3 separate regions of the Zea mays genome follow, and regions 2 and 3 are each linked to region 1. Evidence: chromatin contacts called from public Hi-C data. All regions are on one chromosome and are shown on one strand. The core of a region is the stretch at or near the end of the contact, and the rest is flanking DNA. Distances in the headings are between cores, read along the strand shown. Region 1 holds the start of LOC100272699 (Acyl-CoA N-acyltransferase with RING/FYVE/PHD-type zinc finger protein). Region 2 holds the start of LOC100502172. Region 3 holds the start of LOC100191229.

The links. Hi-C and Micro-C count contacts between places; a contact is called where the count stands out from the background.
Region 2: a Hi-C map of leaf shows a contact between it and region 1, with 10 times the contacts expected there. The contact joins the promoter of LOC100502172 here to the promoter of LOC100272699 in region 1. A contact is called at or near these places in 4 of 25 Hi-C or Micro-C datasets (bundle sheath, ear, leaf and 1 more).
Region 3: a Hi-C map of leaf shows a contact between it and region 1, with 6 times the contacts expected there. The contact joins the promoter of LOC100191229 here to the promoter of LOC100272699 in region 1. A contact is called at or near these places in 3 of 25 Hi-C or Micro-C datasets (ear and leaf).

Annotation. Positions count from the first base shown.
Region 1 is chr1:282,629,443-282,633,227 of Zm-B73-REFERENCE-NAM-5.0, forward strand. It overlaps LOC100272699 (Acyl-CoA N-acyltransferase with RING/FYVE/PHD-type zinc finger protein), which reads left to right and starts at 1,808. Exons shown (of 11, transcript NM_001360101.1): 1 at 1,808-2,091; 2 at 2,283-2,395; 3 at 2,731-3,785. The coding sequence starts at 2,381.
Region 2 is chr1:282,435,776-282,439,560 of Zm-B73-REFERENCE-NAM-5.0, forward strand. LOC100502172 reads right to left here and starts at 1,815. Exons shown (of 8, transcript NM_001196650.1): 1 at 1,622-1,815; 2 at 1,057-1,469; 3 at 733-963. The coding sequence starts at 1,395.
Region 3 is chr1:282,762,621-282,766,405 of Zm-B73-REFERENCE-NAM-5.0, forward strand. It overlaps LOC100191229, which reads left to right and starts at 1,853. Exons shown (of 8, transcript NM_001136663.1): 1 at 1,853-2,427; 2 at 2,525-2,596; 3 at 3,031-3,215. The coding sequence starts at 2,382.

The DNA.
Region 1 (3,785 bases), core at 558-3,057:
AAAGTATAAGGTTATCATTGATTGAATGCACCACTCTAGCGAGGAAGCATAGGCTCCAAAGTTTTGCTTCTCTGATGCTACTCATTTCTCTCATCACATCTTTCAATAACACTACATTTTTACGAACCTAAATTTAACATAGTTCTACATATACAATTATATATATATATATATATATATCAATTCTATTAACACTATTAGTTCATGTAATAGTACATCCAAAAAGCGTTATTTATACAACTAACGACTAACATGTGACACCATCATTTATGATTTACCCATTATTGCACATAATACCACAAAAACTTTTTAACTAAAATACATAAGCTAAGTGAGCCGCCTAATATTGTTGAGATAGTTGTTACGAGTAACATACAATATTTGTTGTCTACCTATATACATGTTCCCTATATACATAATTGTTTTTTAGTGAGTTGGTTGAGGACCATTAAGCCATCATGAGACATGCAATGAATAACATAATTCTTCACTCACTCACGCATACATATGTTACGTCACTCATTATGAACCACTAGACACCAAAGTAGACTAGAAATGCAACCCATGTGGCCTACAAGTTATAAAACATGAGCAAAACCAAATAGATTGTTAATCACTAAACCATGAAACAATGATAAAAGTAATGTGCGTAGTTAGCGATGATAAAGAGGGACGATATAATTGTGATTGCTTACTAGTGATATAACCAACATTGCGTCTAGAAAACAATGAAATATCCAAAGGTGCATATTGATCTAGGTGCAATTGATTACTCAAGAATCACACACTTAAAATATCATCTTATACCATTAAGTGAGATATAAGGTTTTTATTGATTTAACACAACGCTCGATCAAGGAAGAAAAGCCTTCCTTCTCCGTCGCTTCTTCGTTCCTCCAGCCACATCTTTCGATAGCGTTGTGCTTTCTCCTCTTACAAACTTAATAATTTTAGCATATATAGCTTCATACATACAACAATTGGAGGAACATCATCAATTCATGTAATAGTAGTACGTCCAAGAGTATTATTTCCTTATGTAATCTTTTCTACAAGTAACCATGTAGACCGCGCTGCAGAAAGCCATTAACTAAAACACATGAGTGAGGTTTTGATCGTTGAGCTAGTTGATATAAGCCGGCTTAGACACAATAACTAAGGAGCTTTGTGAGAGAGACAAGTGATGTCTTACACTAATAATGAAGAGCTAACTACTATATAGATATGCTAAATAGTATAAACTGCAAAGATTCTTGAAGCCAACAGTCGATTGTATTATTAAATCTGCTCTAACGATACCTACCACCTATCTACGCACAAGTGCTATGAAATTAATTCTTGTTGTGGACCTTTAAGCCAAATGTGTGGCGCATAAACATATTCTTATTTTACTCATCCATTCTATTCATGCATACTCTTTTCTCCCTTTTTATTCGTTAGACTATTTTCAACAGTTTCTCTATCCTATCTCTTATTTTATTCTATATTTTAAATTTCTCATGGCAAACATCACGTCCCTCTATTTTACACGAATTGAACTATCGATCAAAACGACTAGCCGTTCCTCGGGAACCCTCAAGCCTCAAATCCAGCTTTGTTTGTCTCCCCGTATCTTTTTCCTCCAAGCTACACGCAGCGCGGGCCGCGGCGACTCAACGAGCAGAGCTGAAAATTGGAGGGGAAATGTCAGTCCACACGAGCAAACCCCAAACATTCAAAAAAAAACCAGTCGTGACTGTCTCTGACCACTCCGTACCCCGCAACCCTCGCCAGGGTAACCAGATCAAACCACACTCGACCCAAACCCGCCCCACGCAGCGCAGGCCGCGTATCCACGGCCGAGGCTGCGGCGCAGACCCCGCGCGTCAGTTACCGCAGGCGCGCGGACGCAGCGCCGGATGATCCAAAAAAACAAAAACAAATAAAAAAACCCGCAGGAAAACGCGAGAGAGCACAGCACAAGGCCGCCGGTCCCTTCTCCCCAAGTTCTTCCCACTACTCGCCGCTTCCTGCTCGGACCGCCGCGGCGACTGGCCGGAGATCCAGCCGCCGGGAGCGCGGAGGTCGGCCGGTAGCTGCCGTTTCCTGCTGGTGAGCGCGGAGGCCGTCCGGGCTCCTGCTGGGGAGGGGTGGATGGATTCCCTTGTTCAAGGAGTTGTTTCCCCCCCTCTCTCTATCTCTTTGTTCTGCGAAGGAATCCGAATCTCCCTCCGCTCCGGCTCGGTTTGGTGCGCCCAGTGGTGCCTTACTGACCTATTCCTCTATTCGGGTGGTTTGATTAGGTGGTTGCTGCTGGAGATCGGCGGACGGAAGCAGTTGGTGCCACAGGGCTTCGTGCTGCCGAATTTCCCAGATATTTTGGGGGTTCGGTTGAACCCCCATGCCCGACGCCACTGTGAGTTGCTTTCTCTCCCAAATTGCCCCAGGAATTATGCTTCTTTTGCTCGCTTGCTTCCTCCCTTCCTTTTTCGGTAGGGTTGCTGGTGCGGAGTCTTTGCTTCAGACTAGTTTTTTTTTTCTTTTTCTGGGAAACGAATTACACGTAGTCACTTTGGCTCATTTTGTTGTCCGTTATATTTGCATTGTCCGGAATTTCTTAATCATGCCGGAGTAGGTTTAAACTAGGGTTTAGTGCAGCCCACGCTGTTTAGATGGCTTACCATTTCGTGAACTCTAGATGAGAGGAATAGTGGAGTTTGATCACCTGATGGGGTTTTTCATCTTATGTAGGGGCTTGAAATGGGCCTTAAAGGCTCTAAGGGAGCTCCAGTACCAGGAATGGAAGGGGGTGTGGCAAAGGCTCCTGCTTCCTTGGAGGAAAACAAGTCCTCTGCTGATGAGGATCTTGGCAGAGGGCCTGCCTTGACTGGGAAGAAAAGGAGGGACTGCAGGGGTTCTGCGGATGAGGACAGAAACGTGACAAAAAGGGTGTTGAGATCCGACGCAATGAAGCTGCGGGCTGAGGCTGAGGCAGCTTGTGTGGTAGCTGTGGAGGTTAGTAAAACTGACAGTTTGGAGAGGAAACGCTGTGAGGCTATTGTGGAGGCTGAGCCTTGTAATAGCAGGCTGCTGATGGAAGTTACTTGCAATGGTGAGGAAGCCAACGAATTGGTTAACTTGGACTCCAGTGACGTCTCGGAAGAGTCAGCTAGGTGTTCTGAGAATAATATGGGAATGCCTAGTGTTCCTGCAACAGATTCTTCTCAAGATAACGGTTTAGGCACGCAAAGTAGCCTTGCAGAATCAGATATTAAGACAATGAAGTCAGATGAGAAGATGTCTACTGCAACTCTTTCAGAGTGCAATGACTCCAGAGCTGGAATGAACAGTTTGAGTGTTGATGAGGCTCAAGATGACAAAGTGAGACATGGGCCTTGTCAGGGTGAGGTCATAGACTCAGCAATGGCTAATGATGCTGGCACAAGTACAAATTTAATCAAAATCAGCCCTACCAGCGGATCAGAATCTGTTAAGCAGGAGAATAATGTGGTTGGTACCGAGGAAGTGATACTCCACAGTAGCGATACGAAAGTTGAGAAGCATTCTCACATTGACGATGTTTGTACAGAAACTGAGATTTCTTTGACTGATAATGGAATATGCGCAGTAGATAACCACACCGATCTAACTGGGTGCACTAAGCAGGAGGAGAGGGGCAGCCCCATGAATGAAGCCAATGATGTTTCATCACATGACATTGTATTTACAAGGAGAGGTAGAAAATCATGTGAGGCAAAGCAGAGGACATGTGAAGAGGAGGCACGGTTTGAGAAGCGAATCACAAG
Region 2 (3,785 bases), core at 565-3,064, 190 kb before region 1:
TCAATGAAATCGTTAAGGGAAAATTTTGCAAGATAACAACAAATAACATATAGCCATATAGGTAGTAGTTAATATAACGTATCTGTTTCAACAGAACTAGTGTTTACAATAAAACTAGAAATTAGCGATAATGCATGCATCAACAAATTGTAAGCATCATATCATAAAATGGTATAAAAGGGTATCTAGCTTACCACTAATAGATGAGATGACTTTTATATATAGAAGACACATACTATCCAAAATAAGTAGAGCAAAAAGTGAACTAGACAAGTTGGCATGTACAAAATAGTAAGTGCTTTGTTATGTACCAGTACCAAGATGATGCAAGAACAGATGCATGATGTTATTATAAGTCTACATGCTTTGGTGTTCAGACAAGCATCTAGTGAGCAAAAGAACTTGCTTCGACACTTGGCTCATAGCGAACATTGTAGCAAATAAAGTTAGGCAAGTGTGGCAAAGCCGTATGCTCAGCCACGACAACATGGTTGTAGTATATTTGGTAAAAAGACTCAGTTTATAACAAGCGATTCATCGGGACAAGGAAGCATGGTGGGCCATAATTTTGATAATCAAGTAAACATTTGCCAAAGAAAGCATGGCTCACCTAAATTAAAGGTGGCAAACTAGACTTCCTGATCAATATTACCAAAGCAATTTCCTTCCTCGAGCGGTGAGAACAAGTAAAATAAACTTAATTAATAATTCATCAAGTCCAAATAATGATACCTCACATTTGTCCACCGTCTTATCTGAACTTTCGGCAAGAGCTGACCCCTTCCGATTTAATGGAGTACGTTGAAGTATCTCCTTTGGCGGTTCTGTTCGCGCCTTTTTCTTCGAGGTACCTTTTGAGTTCTCAACGTCTTGACGTTTCTCCCTATTCTTACCAAATAGATCCATTAAGCTATCATAATGGTCAATCGTCTTCATCATCCATTTCTTTGCTTCTGGTTTTCTCTACAAAACAAAGCAGGGGCTTTCGGTGTTTTTTTTTCTATCCAACAGAGAAGTCAACGCCTATTCTTGACTGAATTGATAGCGCACACAAACCTCGATCAACTCCCTCCAAACATTTGGGTCGGCATTGAATCTTCTGCTCTCTGGGCACCACCTAAACCGATTATCTTCACCAAGGAGGTTCCTACATTCATTGAACGATTCCTTGATATGCTTTAGGCGATTTTTTATATTGTTCCGGTCGATCACCACGCCAAACCTCTCACCCACACCGGTGATGATGCTATCATATGCCACCGATGAGAATTTGGACTCACTCCTGTTCCCAATGGCTTGCTGGTGAAGCAGCGAATCAATAAGATATTCGTTCATTCTATCGGACCAGAAAACCGCGTCACGGCCTGAAGCATGGCCGGACTTATTGGGGGACATGGGGATTATGTCGAACCCAAAATTCTTGATGTAATAAACTCCACAGGCACCTTTGAGCTCCGGCTGCGCTGATCCTACACGAGGAAGAAAATCCTAACCAAATCACGGATAAATCGACTGATTAGTAGAGAGTGAGCGGGCACACAATTCCACAACTAACCGGATGGAGATTACGAAACCAACTCATACCCGGAGCAATCCGCCCAGCTAACCTACGATTACTCACCAGTTAAAAGAGGAAATCACCCCATGATCGGATTAACCTCCATTCCACTCCAGACCCAAGGGAGAATCCGGGACTGACTGAGGAGCGGCCAGTGGAGGACCAGCCGGAAACAACGGTTGTGCTCGGCGTCGGTGGAGTTGGGGACGCCGGGCGCGACTCGAAGTGGCGTCAGTTGTCGTTTGGTTCTATAGTAGATGGTGGAAAAGGGACGGCGATGTTACACGGTAAAACGTCTTGTACTCTAAATGTAGGGTTCAAACGCGTCCTCTAGGCGTCCAGCAAGGTACTTTATATGGCACTCTAAATTTTAGAGGACGCCGCACGCATCCTAGATGTGGAGAATTGCAGACGTCCGATATCCGGGCGAGGAGTCGGGCTCGCGCGGGGGTGAAAAATCCGGAGGCGCTGTTGTGCCGTCGCTGGCGACTTCGATCCATCTCGGCGAGGGGGCCTCGCGGCGCTGCTCCTCGGCGCCGCCGGCCAAGCTGGGCTCAAAGAGGCCGTGCTCGAGCGGGTCCGGAGGTGGACCGCTCTCGGTGGCTGGAGGCAAGGAGGTGGCCGCCGACGAGTCAAAGATCCAAGGAGCGGGTGTGACCGTCGGTGTTCGTCGCCGTCGAACCGCCATCGCCAAGAAGCTGAGAAGATCCACGGCGCCGACGAAGGAAGGTGGGGAGAAACACAAGCGCATCTCGACGTCGCCATCATCATCGTCTTCCATTCGGTCGGGTGGTCCAGATCCGAAGACAAAAAGGTAAACATTGAAGATCGATTTTGCTTTCTATGATTCTAGTACTTGAAATGCTACAACTCGTCCAGATCTAGGGTTAGGTTCACCGAACATACATTGGATGGATGTAGGATTCCTTGAGCACTAGGTTTTCTGTTCATAATTTTTGTTGCCATTAAGAAAATTTGATTGTGGTACAAGCTTCGATGTTCTAGTAAACGATGTGTATTTACAAATACATGGCGACTGCTTTAGACAGACTGAATCATGACCACTATTGTATCTCTTGATAATTGATGTTCACATTAAGGAAATTTCTTTGTGCTAGAAGCTTTGTTCATATAGGAATCGAGGTGTATTCACAATTACTTGGCCAATGCTTTTGACACACTGAATCATGACCACTAGGTTTTATCTTGATAATTGATGTTCATAATTCATGTGATGATTTGAACTGCCTATTGGCAATACTAGCTGCTCCGGAGTATATTTACCATCAATGTAGCAACTAGGCCACGGTATACATAAAATTTTCACGTACATATATTAACACAACCATATGTTTTATGTAGACCATGGATTCGAAGAACGCAAAGCTCCGAAGAGTACTCGCTCATTTAATCAGAGTAGTGGAGCAGCGTTGTGCCGACATCGTCGATGTCGTCCACGGTGCCTTCCAACCAGTTAGCGGACCAGTCCTCAATGAAATGAATCGTGCTTTAGTTCAGATCGAGGACCTTGCCAAGGACCTTGATCACCTTGCACTGGAAAAAGACTGGGAGATGGAGCACATGGCCCCTTCTCCAATTGCTGAATCATCAGAAACAGAGGATGAGCTTCTGCTTGATTATGATTCAGAGTTGAATCCTGACGATATCGTCGGCTACGACGACGGACGCGACTACTCCACCGACGACACCTATCCCTACTAGATTAGCATGCACCTAAGGAATATGTGTATGTGTTAGGTTTATGTTAGTGGAACTAGTCTTTTGTATGTGAACACAACAGATGTGTGGCACAAGTTAGTGGTTTAGTTGATGTCATGTTTATGTTGTCGACACCTATCTGGACGCGATGTTGATGACATGTTTATGTTAACGTGCTCTGTTAAATGTTATCAACTTTCCAATATATCTAGTCTCCAGCACTTCTGAGTTTCTTCTGCCTGTCCTGTTTACTTTTCTCATGGTTGTGCTTTCATTTCAAATGCTTGTCTCAAATGTAGTACACTTATTCATTTTAATCTCATGTATTTTTTATGTGAGTACCTTCAATGTACAGCATGGGTACGGATTGGAACCAAGTTATGGCACAGTATGGCAGTTTCCTATCTGAGGATGATGGCACTCAGTTTGACAACACTGCATTTCCTCCTCCACCTGATATACCAGCCCAGGCCTCACCAACAGCACCTCCAGTGAAGAAGCCTCCTCA
Region 3 (3,785 bases), core at 603-3,102, 130 kb after region 1:
AGTCATCAGACACGTACCAACATACGCTTTTGCTTAAACAAAAAAGCAAGTGTGTGTTTGCGAAGAGAATTAAAGGCAAGTCGGCACAAAAGCTACCCCAACGGTGGCGAGGATGACCAACTGGTCATTGTTGTCGGTCCTCCCCTGCGTCACCTATGGCGCCAAGATGACGCCACAATCCTCGATATAGTAGTCGTCGAACGCGCGCGACATACCGAGTACTGATGACTCTTGGTTGGGCTGTAAAACGAAGTGCACCTAGGCTCATCAGCAAGGTAGTACCCTGGCCGTTGCACCACCGGATGCGCTACTCCTCTACATACATCGTGTTCGAGGATACTCATACAACGTCAGCAACGGCCATCGTCTCAGCGCACAAGAATTCATGGCCAGTCGGTAGCGACTTACGTGGCAGGTTGGGCTTCAGGTGGACGATGAGCTGGACGACGTGATGGCGTTGTCGTCGAATGCGGTGCCCAGAACAACCCGAGAGTCGCCGACGTCGGCGACGACCATGAGGTCCCCCTGCTTGACGATGGACAACGCGAAGCAGCCGCTCTGCACCGCGTCCAAGCGGCGGCTGTGCCGGAACTTGTCGTACATAGCGGCACATGCGACCACGTAGGACTGTTTCTAGAGGTCGAACTGGCAGTCGCCAAGTTTCTTCTTGTCGTCGATGAGCGACCCTAACACGAGTGCCTCCTGCTAATAGAGTTTGTTCGGGGTTTTCAAGTAAGAAACATAAATTCATGTTTGGCGTTGGTTTATAAAAATGACTCACAAGTCAGATCCATGGAAAAAATATTACGAAGAATAAATGTCACACATGCAAAAAAATAATTTAAGTTGAAAACACTATTCAAACAAAAGAAATTGCATGCAAGACTCTTCTTTAAATACTACTCCCTTCATCCAAAAATATAATTTAAGAATCTCGGTGATACTTATCTACTACTACGCATTGTGCAAGGATAGCAGGTGGGCTTGAGGAGAGATGTAGTAGATGTGTTTTCTGTTATAGATGTAGACATAAACACACATGTGGTGTAGTGGTAGCTACTGCTAACATTTGCTTGAGAGGTCATGGATTCAAATCCCTTTGGGGCCATGTGTATTTTTTTTTAATTTTAGCTAGACTTCGGTTGTACTGGTGGCAGAACATGGGAATGGACTGTGCGCGGGGAGGAGGGAATCGGAAAGGCAGGGAATGGACTGTGCGCGGGGAGGAGGGAATCGGAAAGGCAGAACAGGGAATGACAGAACGCGGAATGGCCGACTACTATCACAGCCTTAATAAGTAGTAGAGATTAGCTTATGAGAAATGAGGTGGTGATGAATCAATCCATTTTATTCCACAAACCAAATAAAAAAAGTGAGGAGTGAGAAGAAAATGAACCACTTTATTGCTCAAACCAAACACACTATAGGTGAATCGGTTAGAGCATCTCCAACAACGTGACCTATAAAAATGCCCTATAATTTGAAAATGAGTATATTTTATAGAATTTAGGGCACCAACAAAACACCCCGCTCCAACAGTAAAGCCCCAAATCTAGATTATAGGGCAGCCCACTACGGTGTAGTATATTTGAGTCACTTGAGAGGGTGCCCTATAGTTTTTTGACAAAATTTTATGAAATAGAGCACTGTTGGAGTAGTTTTTCCTGTGTAGAGCCCTATATTTTAATTTGAGGCACTAGTTTGAGGCATCGTTAGAGATGCTCTTAGGACTAATTTGGTGATCGGGGATCCCTAGGGGAAGAAATCCTCTTACTTTTCAAAATTGAATTGGAAGGGATTCCTCCCCCATGGATCCCCTTGGGATACCTAATCACCAAATCAGCTCTTAGTAAGAATATTATCCTTGCACATAACATTGTTTATCGCGACCTCGGCGGGTAGATTCGCCGCCGCCCACAGCCCACCCGGTCGCTGGGGCCTCCCCGTCGTCGCCGGTCGCTCGACATTCCCCGTGCCGGTCCGCGCTTCCGATCCCCAGCGCTTCCCCGAGTCGCTGCGTGCTCGCGTTTCCCCGAGCCAAGGGTCGAAGGTCGATTCAGCGCCGTCCTCACCGGAGCTTGTCCACGCCCCCTTGTCCCTTCGCGCCCGCTCCTTCGCCGGAGACCACCACGCTGTCCTTGAGCCCGTCTTCTCGGGAAACGGCGCTTCACGCCCTGCAAGCGGGACGACCCCGTCCCGCATCTACGGTGAATATTCGCCTGTGGGACGAGCCCATCCCACTTCTCCTCACATCCAACCAAACGCCAGCGAGAAGAGGACCGTCCCGTCCCGTTACGGTTCGTCTCTCCACCCCTAGTTCCCCAAACCGGGGCATCGATTCATCGAACCCTGCCCGGAGACGCGAGCAATCATAGACAGGCATGGCGATCGCTCGGACCGGCGTGTACGTCGACGACTACCTCGAGTGTGAGACTTACGCGCCCCTATTTCACGGATTATGAAGTTTTCTACCCCCTCCGATTGTTCGTCCGTACCAGTTTATTTTGTGTTTGGAATCGTGTAGACTCGAGCACCCTGGCCGGCGACCTGCAAAGGATTCTCTCCACCATGCGCGAGCTCGATGACAGGGCACATGGTGATGATTTCTTCCCCATCTCTGTTTTTCTTATGTTTGCTTATCTTGTACTCCCTCAGTCTCCAAAAAAGTGCAACTTCAAATCTTGTCCAAGTCTGGCCACTTTAAATTTGACTAAGTTTGTAGAAAATAGTTTCAAAAGCTAAGCTATGACAATATGTTACACGATGAATATTGATGCCTATTTGATGTCATAAATCGTAGGCATACTAGTTTATTGTACATTTTTTTGGTCAATTTAAATATGGTCTGACTTAGAACTGTATCGAGAATTGCACTCTTTTCGGGATGGAGTATGTAGACAATTTCTTTTAGTCAGTTGATTCTAAGTTGGCATTTTCATGAACTGTAGACTTTATCCAAGCACTTATTGCTGCTTGATGTGATGATGATAAGTGAATGATTGTTTTTGCCTATGCGATTTTGTGTTTCAGGCATTATGGGTCAGACCAAAGAACAGATAAAGTATATTCTAGGAGTATCATCCCATGGGTATGACAGGTCAAACATGGATGATGATGAGTCGGAGAGGATGAAGAAGGACATTGAAGCTAGCCAGGACAATGCTCTGAATCTTTGCACCGAGAAAGTCTTACTGGCACGCCAAGCTTATGACCTGGTACTGCTTCTTTCCTGTTGTTTCCCTGTGGTCCTAGGTTTAAGAAGCTTCGGTATGAGTTCTTTTCAATTTTAAATGCTCACCTAGTGCAACAATACATTTGTTTCATATTTGATAACTATCTTAGTTGCTGTTTCTTTTCTATTCCCCTATCAGGTCCAACTTTTTTTTTATCTGAAATCCAAAAGGAACTATGAGAGTATGCATTTGTAATTTTATATAAACCTAAACTAATTATAGAGTCAAGTCTTTGCAGTCAAAAGCTGCCGCAAATTCAAATATGAGTACTAACTAAAACTACTAGATATGGGTCAGCAAGAAGAAATTGAACTTGAATATGAAGAGCATGATACGATTTATAATTTCATATTGTTATCTATGCCTCCATATATCTAAGATTAGATGTTTATATTAGAAGCCTAACAGATGTAACACCCGCTAAAGAGATTTTGGTGAATATGGATCAATCAAGAAATAAAATGCCAACTTCTATAGTCTTTCCATTTTATTCAGTGTGACTGGCTTTGCGTGGACCGTGGATATCTGATTGCAAGCACCTTGTGCATTATT